Linked DNA regions of Triticum aestivum: region 2 is linked to region 1. Evidence: chromatin contacts called from public Hi-C data. All regions are on one chromosome and are shown on one strand. Each heading gives the region's core, a stretch centred on a gene start, on an enhancer-like site or on the middle of the called end of the contact. The rest is flanking DNA. Distances are from core to core; before and after follow the strand shown.

Evidence for each region. A called contact is a pair of places that touch in the nucleus more often than the background predicts.
Region 2: a Hi-C map of leaf shows a contact between it and region 1, with 4 times the contacts expected there. The contact joins the promoter of LOC123169192 here to the enhancer-like site in region 1. A contact is called at or near these places in 3 of 5 Hi-C or Micro-C datasets (all in leaf) and 1 of 1 datasets of contacts at active chromatin or transcription factors (leaf).

What each region holds. Positions count from the first base shown.
Region 1 is chr7D:552,077,194-552,083,876 of IWGSC CS RefSeq v2.1, reverse strand. LOC123165692 (protein WHAT'S THIS FACTOR 1 homolog, chloroplastic) reads right to left here. Exons shown (of 5, transcript XR_006483088.1): 2 at 5,522-6,683; 3 at 4,184-4,350; 4 at 3,323-4,005. Among protein-coding and RNA genes, the nearest start is that of LOC123165692, 4.9 kb to the right of the region's middle. Within about 2 kb of position 2,691, at least 2 of the 8 cell types and tissues checked have an H3K27ac peak or open chromatin away from gene starts, as enhancers often do. A contact at or near this core is called in leaf, where this site is marked.
Region 2 is chr7D:552,268,568-552,274,970 of IWGSC CS RefSeq v2.1, reverse strand. It overlaps LOC123169192 (probable BOI-related E3 ubiquitin-protein ligase 3), which reads right to left and starts at 5,027. Exons shown (of 2, transcript XM_044587037.1): 1 at 4,482-5,027; 2 at 3,472-4,396. The coding sequence starts at 4,874. The coding sequence ends at 3,845.

The DNA of each region.
Region 1 (6,683 bases), core at 1,442-3,941:
ACTTATCTAAATCAATCGATTCCTTTTATTGGTTCAATTTGTCTTAGAAAACAAATAACAGATTTTCAGGAAACAAATAATACATTTTAATCTAACTTCCTTAAATTATGCAAATCAATCGATTCCTTTTATTGGTTCAATTTGTCTTAGAAAACAAATAACAGATTTTCAGAAAACAAATAATACATTTTAATCTAACTTCCTTAAATTATGCAAATCAATCGATTCCTTTTATTGGTTCAATTTGTCTTAGGAAACAAATAACAGATTTTCAGGAAACAAATAATACATTTTAATCTAACTTTCCTAACTTATTAGTGAAATTTGTTTTAGGAAACAAATAACAGACACGTCACAACTTTCCTCCCAATAAATAGTTTCTTAACATTTGCAAACTTTCCTAATCAGACACGTCACAAACGGGCAGGTACTGTATCACGTTACCAAACAATAAAACCCCATTTGCATAGAAATCAGTTCAAAAATCCTAACTTTCCTAAATTTTTACCTTTCCTTGATAACAACAAATATTTCCTATGTTTTCCATCGATATTAGCATTTTTTTGAACTGAGGTCTCCGGGTTATGATTTTTTTTTTGCGATTTTTCCCAATTGTGACCTCTCCTTCCACTCCGGCTCCTTCTCGCATAAACACCTCCACCACAGCCAGGTGACACCGCCCCAGACCTCCTGCCTCTCCACACCTTCTCCGCCACCTCCTTCTCGTACTCCATTAACAATCCCTCCGCCACATTTGTCCACGGCGATGTCGAGGGCATGGCGCAGCAGCGTACCAGCGGTAGAGCAGCGCATAGCAGCAGGAAGCAACACGCAGCAGGCGAGGCGAGCGGCCGATGGTGGAGGGCAGAGATGCGGCCGGCGTGGCTGAGGGGGCGGCCGGCAGAAGATGGCCACGACTGGAGGCGACGCGAGGCAGGGGCGCGACAGCGGGGCGAGCGAAGGGATAGGCGGCAGCAGACGGGGCGAGCGCAGCCAGCGAGAGTGTGGCGCGCGGCCAAGGTGTGTGTCGCGCGGGGCACAGTGGTGCGGTGGCTGCGGCGAGCGCGACGGCAGCGGCGGGCGCGACCGACGCGGTGTAGCACGGGCGTGGGCATGGAGAGGGAGTGACCCCGCGGGCGCGGAAGAAGAGCGGTAGGCTCGGGCATGGGCGTGCATAGGAGCGGGCGTGTGCCACGGGGTCAATCCGAGGAGCTCGGTGGCTACCCCTGCAATGGCCATGGCGGACGGCGGTTCTCGGCCACGGCGAAATACCTAACGAGAGCAAACGAGAGGGGAAACAGGGGAAAGGCAAGAGGAGATCATGGCGGTGTCAATGGCGCCCTAGGGGAAGACATGGGAGCTCGGGGCGGCGCGGATCAAACGGCAATGTCGCGGTGGCCCAAGGTTGAGGAAGACGGCAGCGACATCGATGCGGGGGTGCTAGACTTGATCTCGTTGGCGCAGACGAAGTAGCGAAGGCGTTCGGAGCTCCTCGACAAGCTCCTAGCCTGCAGGGAGGGCAGTGGCCATGTGGACGGGGTCGGTCATGGTGGCCGTGGCGTCTGACTTCGTCTAGATCGACGGGATCGAGCGAGCGAGGAGGAGAAGTGGATTTGGGAGGGGGCGTCGAGGAGGAGTCAGGCCATGGGGGCAGGGAAGGCAGGGCGTCACCCTTATCCATTCCCCTTCGATGCCAGCGAGGTGGTCGGGCGGGAGCCCGGCTCTGTAGCGACGCGGCTCGGGGAACAGGAGAAGACGACCACGCGGGGACTGGACCGCTGAGCCGGTTCGGTGGCAAGGCCCGGGGGGCAGGGCGAATCCCCTTTTACATCGTCCTTTTGGTTTTTCAATGTATTCTAATCTGTTTCTCCTTTTTAACACCGTTTTCTACTTATTCTTATCAACTAAATGATCTCTACTCCTAATGTCTCAGTTGGTAGTCTCCGTTTCGGGTTTATTTTCGTCCCACCTCCCGAGTGAGGGAGAGGGGGAGAGAGAGTGAGGAAGAGGGAGGGAGAGGGTGTGTGTGTGAGAATTTGATGGTAAAAAAGGTCGTCAATGTCACTTAATATGTATGAGAATATTCAATGTAATATTAACATAATTGATATTGAACTTTTAAAGTTAATGTGGCCCCGTTGCAACGCACGGGCGTTCTTCTAGTCTCCCTTAGATACGTCTTCACCTGGTGACATGGTACAGATAAAGAAAGATCATGGAGACATGCAAGCAAATAAATTGGATGCACAGAGGGACAGGCACCTGACCCTCGATGGATACATATGCCAAGATTGCGAAATCTGAACCAACCAGATAACACATGGCTAGGCTACGCCACCATGGATGGACCCCTACGCCTCCACGTATATATCAATGCACGCCACGCACACATTACTTTCTTCCTCTCAGATGGGACAAGTATAAAAATGACCTGCTACTAGAGTAGTAGAGGCTGTGATGCACGAGTAGGAAGAAACGGGACTCCAGCGCGATGCTGATAGATAGATAGATCGTCCAAATATCTGTCCAGAGCGACGGAGATGGCCGAGCTGGTTCTGGTGTTCAAATCAGGATTCTTTTCTTTGCTTGCTAGGCGCCGATTTGTTCATTCAAGCCATCGAAAGAGATTGTTTCACGACGTAAATGGGGTGCTTTGTCGGACTCTTAATGGATAGACACCACACCAGGCAGATGGTGATGATGGAAACAGGGGTGGTGGTATTGATTGGCCACTCTAATTGTGACGTTCGACCAGACGAGCAAAGAGACATCGAACAACACAATTCAGAGAACCTTCTCAATGCAAGCAAGAATCAACAGAGACATTCTTCAGAAATCAAGCTGCAAAAAACTGGAACTCTTTATCTTAACTAATTCGACAGATAATATAAGATTTAGGTCAAAATCTAGCGGTAACTAGTATGAGAATCAAAGCACAAGTAAAGATAGTGGAAGCTTCCTAAAGTCAAGGCAGGTTCCAGAAAAAAAGATAGCAAAAGCAAAGCATGCCAGTTCCTGAAGCAGTGCACTTAAAAAATGGCAGGCCCTACCCACACACACAAGTTGTTTATGGAGCAGGCAATGCTACTCAGGGACAGGGACAGGCAAGCAAAGACTGGTGTGGTGTACAAGAAAGACGCATCAACCGGAAACCCAGATGGATCAATAGAGGCTGAAGGTGACCCAAGCCAAGGGCAAAGAAAGCATGTGCTGTTGGTGGCCAGTAATAGTAGAGCCAAAAAGTATTAGGAGAGGCCAAATGGCCAATGCAAAGGTTCAGATCGTTTGGAAGGCTACTGCAGAGGGAGAGAGAAATGCTTACCCTTACCAGGAGAAGAAAAACAAACAGGATCAGGAAGGGGTGGGCCTCCAGTCTCCATCCTAGGCTATCAACCATCCAAATCTAGTTCTCGGTGCATCTGACCAGGCTCGTGACCACATATAATAGGCTAGTGTCTGCAGAATCTGGTCCCAATCACTGCTCCTGTTCATGCTCTTAACTTTCAGGGGTTATAATTGAGCAGCAGCCAGTTAGTTGGCCTCATCGCACCTGGCTCCATGTGTCCACACCATGCATAATTGTGTCGGTCCTTCTTTACCTAGCATATGATCATCTGATTGGATCCCACTGAGAGCTATTTTTAGCGTTGGAGTTAACATATGCATCTCCCACTAAGACATCATGTTGACAACCACTTCAATGCAGGAATATCAGAACATACTCAAGAAGGTCTGAAAGGGATTTAAACCTGCCCATGAATAGCCTGTTGGAGGTATTGTATTGATTGGCACAACAAACTGATACAGCTTTGCATGCCTAGAGTAGAATCAAGGTCCAAGATCAACAGTAAGCCATGTTCCCCGATTTTGTCAGTCATTATTCAGGGCCAACACAATCACGTAACCTACAGGCTTTCGGAGGATGACATTGCACAGCCCTTAATCAATCCATCAAAGCACTCCTTGTATTTTCTCTATACTTGGCTGGTGCACAGCGTATTGATTCTGACACAAAGCCAAATTACACAAAAACAATATCAGTACCGGAGACTTGCTACAGAATAATCTGTCAAAATCAATCAAACCCATGCTACAAAGCCTGACTGCCCCTTATTGCTGGATTGCAATATTTGTAATGAGATATTAACAAAAGACAAAAAAATCATGTCAGCTTGTCGCATACCTGTTCCTGCTGGATAAAGATCCTGTAGTGATCGGTAGGCCATCTTCACTTAGTTGACCCTTTGTGACTTCCATCCGCTGAACAATTGCCACTGTAGATTACAAAGATGCGTGGGGTGAGGACTATAGCCCATGCGCATTAGTCTTGCTTAACAGAAATGGGGCAATCTGCAGCAAAGAAGTGTGGTGACTGTCAAAACGCACAGACATAGGGTGTAATCATGAGCTATCACAGTATAAACCTTAGCAAGACTTCTATTTTCTTCTGAAGCAAGAAAATAGGCCTGATATTCTCTTCCTTTTAGTGTCCCGATGGGCACACGATGAATGTGGCGATGCAGCATGAATAGTTGAATGTGGGAACGAAAGTTGTGTGTACATGTTACAACTATCTATATCTAAGATGACTCACAATTGTTTGAAAAGATAATAAGCATGCGAGTTAAACACTGTAGTATTTCATATTACTGAGATAAAAATCAAAACAGCTATCCAAATAACCATTATGTTTATAAAATTAATACTAAAACAAATAATATAGGAAGACATCAAGTTACTACAAATGTCAGTGAGTTATGTTGTCCTCACGTCACCAAAATGAAGGATAATATCTACCAGCAGCTAGTCTATGACTCCGGATGTCTATTATAATATTTCTGCCAATTCAAAACCGATCAATTAGATTTTAAATTAGTGAAATATTGAAGATGTGCAGTTACATGTGAAGTCATTTCTGATCCTTAGGCATCTGAAACAACCTCTAGGGATATCCTGCTGATTATTTAGAAAATAGGCCACCTTAAATACATAAATAAGTGGTCCGATACCATCAAAGTCCATTGCAGATAACTTGAAGTCACTAGCGACATGAGCATGAGGACACAATTGCATACAGTGAACGTAGATAAGCATTGTCAACAAATTCAGAAATTAGCAGAACAATCAATGTGCTAGAGACAGCATCTGGAGCATTTACAGGTGCTTTCTGCATGTTAAGGGATACAGAAACAACAAAATAAGTACTGATGAGATGCAGCTTGTTATTGTGCTAAAACTGTTACCAACACTGGTAATGCATTTAAAACATCCAACCAACCAAGAGCATCTAGTGCTATAATTGTGTGAGTAACACATTTATGTTGCAGAACTCTCTAAAGAAGTTACAGAACAGTAACAAATATCCTGCTGCAAGCAGTGCACATGAGACCGAGTGAATAATAGAGTTTCAGATAAATGAGTGCCTGACTATTGTTTATGAGCCAAAGGTAGAAATCCATCCAATTAGGAGAAGCAAACTCAACATTACATGTCTTAGTACAAAGCAGAATTGATACTGTACCTTCTTTTTTTGGCATTATAAGCTGCACAACTGGAGTTAGAGGCTGATTGGTTTGATGCCAACATTTGGTAAATCAAAAGTTGTCAAAATTTGGCAAGTTTTTGTGAGCTTGACAAGAAACAAACCAATCACTAGCCAACATTTGGCATTTGCCAAACCTTGGCATGCCAAATTTTGGTATCAAACCAATCATGCTCTTAATCCTCTCAAATCCCTCAACCCCTACATTCCAACTGAACTTGTGACCTCAGTAAAAACATGGATGTCTCATCAGCTGAGCTGCAACTTGATTCCTGGGGTGCTTCATATTTACAGATGTGATGTTGATGTTTACAGTTTTATCTTCAACACCTAATAAGGCACAAGACACATCCATTGTACAGAGGAATTGCATGGTTTGTTGTGTGCAAGTGGGCTCATGTGAACATCAAGCAATCAACAAAGAAGATGCACCAGCCAGACGCACCATGGTTTCGCTTCTCATGTAAATCAATATCACTCGAGCTATACTGCCAGTGGAGTATTTAAGTCGGAGCATGATCGGCCAATTAAAGATGAAAACTGATCATGGAATTTCAGAAGGGGACACTTCTCAATGAGGTTAGTATCATCGTAGGCCTCCTTGAGGAAGACGGTACTTCTTGCTCCCTTGTTAGTGATGTAGAAGATACCATGATTTTTTACTAAGCAAAGAAGTAACTTGCATGGCAGCCTGTACTCATTATGGAAGACTTCTAGCTTATCAGATGTCAGTCGTTTCTGCATTGTCAAGCTTAAGATCTCATGTAGAACAGCAACAGATCGCTTTCGAGCCTGTGGAGTTGCAGGCTCCACTCTCCTAGCATTCAAATAAGGTGAAGGAAATGCCATCTTCTGCCACCTGACTACCTCCTCATTGTACTTGCGGTTGGGCCTAAATCCTGCTGGATACTTTAACTTGAAAGCAAAAGGACCCAGTATATTCCCATCTTTAGGAACCCCTCTATAATCCATTTGGAAACCATCAAAATTCAATGTTTCTTCTCGTGCTGTGACTGCTAGTGAAGAATCCCAACTCTCCAAACACAGATGGTCCAAGCCTCTCACATCACGGATTGAGAAAAAATCAGGGTAACTAGGAATCAACTTGTCCTTGAAGTTCTTTGGTAAACCCAATTCAAGT
Region 2 (6,403 bases), core at 3,778-6,277, 190 kb before region 1:
TCTACATGTTATCAATTCCAAAAATATAAACAATATGAATACAAAAATAGTCATAATTTTGAACAAATAATGATACAAAAAAAAGAAAAAACAGAAATGAAAAGAAAACGGAAAAACAAAAACAAATGCAGGGCGCTGAGTAGGAGTCCAGAAAAGTGAGAAGGACTAGGACTGAATCTTCGATCTACAGTACAATGCAACTCCTACTTGAAAAGGAAAAAGGAAGGCCCACAACATTGGCCTGGGCATGCGATCGGAAGTAGCGTTTTCAGGACCTCTTCTCTGATACGTGCGTGCGATTAAAAATAGGCCCAGACTGATGAGGCTGGTCATAGTAGGGAGTAACTTATACTAGTGTTATGCATATGACACTAGTTTAATTTACTATCTCCATAGTGCAAAGTAATATAGTAGCAGTGTCATAGATGGCTTCATTTATTTGCTTGTAGACCCATATTCTTTTAGAAGCGCAATATTACAGTAACATATTATGTTACTCTAAACACATCTCTTCATATTAAATACATGTCATATAAGCAAATTTGTCTTGGAACCCGCTATGTTACTAGCTAAGTTACTTCCGGTATGACTAGCCTAATAAGGAGGCACATCGCGATGACTACTGCTGCACGGGATCACAGTTGCACGAATATTAAAGCCAGACGAGATCCAATAGCTTTCAACTTAGATGTGAGATAGTTATTTCACATCTAGATGTGAAATAGCAAAACTGATTATATATTTGCACAATTAACCAGATTTGAGTCAGATTGCTTAAAATAATAATATTAAAATATATCTTATTAGGTTGACAAAGAATACAACTCTGACTAAAGTGTAAATCAATTTTCATTATATTAAATTTATTTATGAATCTAAAATAGAACATGCAATGAAAATTCGAATAAATTAGTAATCCGATTCCAGCCTGTTAAAATATATGTTGATGCAGAACAACATGGAAAAAAAACTGTGGCAATGTTTAAAGATGGAATATTTTAATAGCAACTTTTTATGCACATACCCCAATAGTTACTCAGCTTTAATTTGCCAGGCTACATAGACAATTCAAGTAAGAGAATATTGTCACGAGCATCTGGAAGCACATGTGGAAGATCAAGAGGCATGATATTGTACTATCATGAGACCACAATTGCCACACACATATTAGTGACACATAGGCTAGAAGAAGAATGACACAAAGTCTGGGCATCTAATTCTTAGTGAAATGGTCTTAGGTGTAGGACACCAACCTCAATGCCATTGGTAACCTGCTGTCATGCAATGACATTTTTAGGGGCACTAATACATTTAGCACAAAGATACTAGCCAGAGCTTTGATCCTATTACCTCAAGACACACATTCCAACTACAAGATCTCAAATGATATATTAACTGTAACATGCCAACCCAAAAAAACCATTTGGATATTGGGAGATATAGCAACTAATGAAGAGTAGTAGGAGATGGATTCTTATAGAATCATATGGTATTTTTTTTCGTTGTTGGCTGCTGATCTTTATCATAGGTGGGCGTATTTGCAATCAATAATATAATTGAACTCATAACTCCCCAAAAGTCCTATTGTTTTTCCTCAAGATTCATGTTTGTCTCTTTATATTTTTTCATGGTTTAAATGCCAATTTACTGTCAGTGCATGTCCAAATAAATAGAAGCTATAAATGTGCCAATTAGAGAATAGTGCACATAAATTCACACCATTCGTTGATTAGATAGGTTTATTCCTGAAAGTTGCAAAGAAGATTACATTATGTTGAGAATATGTGGAGCCATATATATGGACTAACTAATGTATGACATTGGACAAAACACAGATCAATAGAGTTGGTGTTCTTGGTAAAATCCTAAACCATATTTGTTGGAAATATAAATACTGACAACTAAGAAAAGTGAACCATGACAGCTAGAGATTAGTACCAGAGTATATGTTTTAGCGGGTCGATACATAGACCTTGATTCTTTTGTTGTTTCATCATGATATACATCCATATATTTTATATGAATACTAATGTAGCAATGGATGAAATGAAAGAAGAAAGGTCGATAGAACACACTGCAATAAAAAAAAGGACGCTGATAACACCCACACGTGTGGTGGCAGCGACACCCGCCCACACGCCCTATAACACACAGATTACGCCATGTCACCGCGTGCATGCATGTGGGAATCTTTTTGGACTTTCAGTTTTTAAACTATTTTATCTTTTTAATGAAAATCCGATTGAAGATCCATTTTCACCATTAAATCCATTGCGACGAGGTCTTCGAAATTAGATCTCATATCAATATGTTTCAACGACTTTTAAGAGGTTCCATGTGTATTGCACATGAATTGCCATGGTGTTTACACTGAAGTTGCCATGATATGTTTCAGCTATTTTCTTCTACATTTAAAAGTAAATTTTGACATATTATAAAACGGGAAATTAAGAAACTAGACTTGCCATAAACCATAAACTAAAATTTCCATGATACATGCACTTAAAATTGCCATGGTTCATACAGAAAATAATTTTCATGTTCAAAGTACTGGAATTGCCATGGTCAAAATACTAAAATTGTCATGCTCTATAAACTAAAATTGCCACCTGGCAACTTTAGTGTAACACTATGGCAACTACAGTGTAAACATTATGGCAACTTTTGGCCAATTTTTTTTCATCGAAACATATCAACAAGGGATCTAGTTTTGAAGATCTCGTCGAGACGGATTTAATGGTGAAAATGGATTTTGAACTGATTTTTTTAATTAAGAGATAAAATATTTTTAAGACAAAACCAAAATATTCCCGCTGATGTCATCTGTTTTGATGTGGCAAAATGAATGATACCGGGGTTGGGCCATGTTGCTTCGTGCCACGCGTGTGGGCGTTAACATTTGTGATAAAAAAGACTAGCCGCGCAGATGCATGGGTCACGTGCTAGTTTTTATTATTTTAATAGGTTAATATTGAGAGGTTGCATTTTTGTTTACCGACTATTTTTGCAAAGATTTTTGGGTTATGACAAATAACATAGCAACTTTTGTGGCTTTTTTTTTTTATTTTTGTTCATGGCATTTTCTTAAAAATAACATATTTAGTGGACCTTTGGGGAACTGGTGGTCGCCATGGCCCTCCCTCCACCCCCTGGCGGCTGGACGCCAGATATTGAGGTCCTTATAAATAATGATCTTCTGTATATTTGGTTGTACGAACTTAGGCACCAACCTCTTATCAACCGAGAAAAATTTCTACAAATTCAAATCAATCTTTGGACAGTTTGAATTTTGGCAACCAACCTTTTGCCAACCAAGGAAAAATTCTTTAAATTCAAGTCACTCTTTGACGGTTGGATCCGAATCGGATTCCTATCTTTGACCCGCTTCACCATCCCCTCCGCAAAACCCTTAGACACGCCCCATATATGTTGTTCAACTTCTAATCTATGTATTTAATTCAAGCATTTATGTGCAATACCACAAACTGTTTTTCTTCTTGTTGAACAATTGATCCAACAGCTTCAGGAAAAAGTTAAACTAAACAAAAAGGGGATACAAGTCCTCTCATATCTATGTGATCCAACCATCCTCCTATTTATCATCCCGTCAACACAAGTAGGAGGATACTCTAACCTTCGGCACCCTATCGTTCTACCATTGACATGTGGACCCGTTGAAAACCTGGCCCACATGTCAGCAGCCCAACCTCACACGGCGCATGGCAGAGGAGCCGCTTTCGGTCAACAACAATAGAAAAAGTGAACAAAAGAATACAAACAAAAGTCGACTCTAGTAAGTTTCAGAAGGAAACAAAATGTCTACTCTAAAACTATTCCTCCCGCATCACGAAAAGTTGATGCAGACGATGCCATTCTTGGCGCTTCCGCACGCCGGGCACGCCTGCGCCGCGGCCGCGCACGGCGCGCACACGCAGAGGTGCCTGCACGGCAGCAGCAGCACAACGGCCGCGCCCTCGCGGCACCCCTTGCACCTTCCTGCTCCTGTCGCGTGACGCTCCTCCACTACCGGCGTGCCCACCTCCTCCTCCGCGCACAAAGGCACCTGCTTCTCTCCCCAGCAGCACGACTCGGCGTCGTCCTCCTGACCGTCGTCGCTTCCACCGCCACGAACCGCCTGGGAGTCGAGCGCCCGCTGTAGGTCGCCGCGGAGCACGTTGGCCGTGGCCTCATGGGACTGCGCGACATCGCGCCACATCTGAGCCTCCATGAGGAGGTTCCGAAGACGCTCCTCGAGCGCCCAGTTCATGCTCCTGATCCGCTCAATGTCCTCATCCTTGGCCTTGAGCCGCTTCGCCGCCCTGGCCTCCACGGTCCACACGATGAGCCTCGTGTGGCTCTGCCTCTGCTCCGCCAGAGTAGTCCACATCTTTTGCGCCTGCATCATCGACCACGTAGAAATTAAAGCCCGAAACGCAAAGTATCGATCGGTGGCGGCGATTTGATCATGGCATGGGACTTACATGTTTGAGCAGGATGCGGTGGACGTCGATGGTCTGCTGCTGCGCGTGGGCCGCAAGAGCGTCGGCCGCGCTAAGCATCGACGACCGCTCCTCGCGCCTCCGCTTCTTGGTGATCATTTCCTGAACACCGTCGGGGTTGCCGCCCTTCTTAGCCAGATCAACCGCGTCCATCGCCAAGAACTCTGAACACTGATACGGGGCCGAAGTCATCGTCGGCGGCGGCGGCAGCGTGAAGAGGTCCGCGTACGGCTGGTGCCCCCGCTCGCACGACACCGCAGCGCCATAACAAGGCCCACTCGCTGGCATAGCAGCGGCGGAGGAGAGCTGGTGGTGACCGCCGCCGTCGCCGGTGGTGAGTAACATGTGGCGAAGGCGTTGCAGGTCCACAGCCATGGCGATTGATGGGGCGCGCGGGTCGTCCGCTCGCTCCTATATATACAGGCAAGGCGATGCGTCCCTGGCCGGAGTTAGTCAGATGTGGTGGGAGGTGCGGTCATCGATCGGCGAGGGACGGGCGGGCAGGGTGGCAAAGAAACGAGGTCCGTAGATGGCAGGCAGCCGAGTATTTATGGTGCGTGACCGGGTTTTGGTTGGCGTCCATGTCCCCTATCCTGAGTGAGAAAGCAACTGACGATGAGATTGACCAGCCCTTTTCAGGAGGGATTTTTCCTTTTATTTATGGCTTCCGTTTCAATCTCTCCCTAAATTTGGAGTAGAAACCACGAATTCGCCGCGTTGTATTACCTTTCTGCACCGAAATTGATGACTTCCGTTCCCGACGATTCCATCGATCGGTTGACTATAATTTGCAGAAACCAAGGCTGGCCATATACTGTATCGTTTAAGTTAGTATATGTTGTGGCGCCAAATCAGCACGCGTCGTTGAGCCTTTTGATCTCTGCACGCACGAATCTTGGGGTGTGAGGAAACTTATAAGAATTACGCGCTCTGGTGAGGTCTCTGGACTTGGTAAAGATCGGGAATCACGTACAGAGCCGTGTTTAGTGGAGGGCAAAACGGGGAAGAAGGAAACTGCATGCGTTACGTCGTTCATACACTGCATCTGCATGCAGAATCAACGTACGTACTTTAATGTGCTGAGATATATATTACGTAGGCGTTTTTTGGCTGGCTAGCTGTAGATGGTTGAGGAAAATAGAAGGGAATGAATGAGCTAGTAATTGATTTGGTGAAAACAAATCGACCATTCATTCATTCTTGGCTGTACTTTGGTGCAAATCCGGCCGATGGATCCCTACGTTTAATTTGGGCAAAAGCTACCGCCAGCTTTTGATTTAATTTGATTTCCAAAAAAAGATCTCTGCCAAAGTATAGTGTCGATCGTCTTTTAATTTCGGGATACAGATAATCACGTCGGTGCCAAAATAGAACCACAGTTGTGCAAATATGTATGCGTACGTCGGTGCCATCACACATATTTTTTTTTGCATGGAACTCATCACACATTTACACGCGTACTTATCAACATCGGAATAATAATAATAATAATAATAATAATATACGGCTAAATGTACGCGTATCTTTGAAAAACAATAACAAACGACCAAACAAATTAGGAGAAATTGGATCTTTTGCCCCACTTTACTTCTTCATTGGATCATTTGCCCCCCCCCCCCCCCCCGAGAGGCTACCGGGTGGGGCCCGGGACCACTGCCATTGAGACAATCAAAGGGCAAATCATCCAACCCCTTGTAAAGTGGGGCAAATCATCCAATCCCCCAACAAATTAGCTAACCACTACATTTGGAGTACTAGTGCGTACTGGAAGCGATGGATAAAAAGGTAAACAATGAATAGGTGCATATATATTGCAGTTCTTTTAGAGAATATATATTGCAGTTGTGTTTTCCATTAATCTCTCATATATATGGACCTTTGTGCACAAGGAAACAACCTAGGGC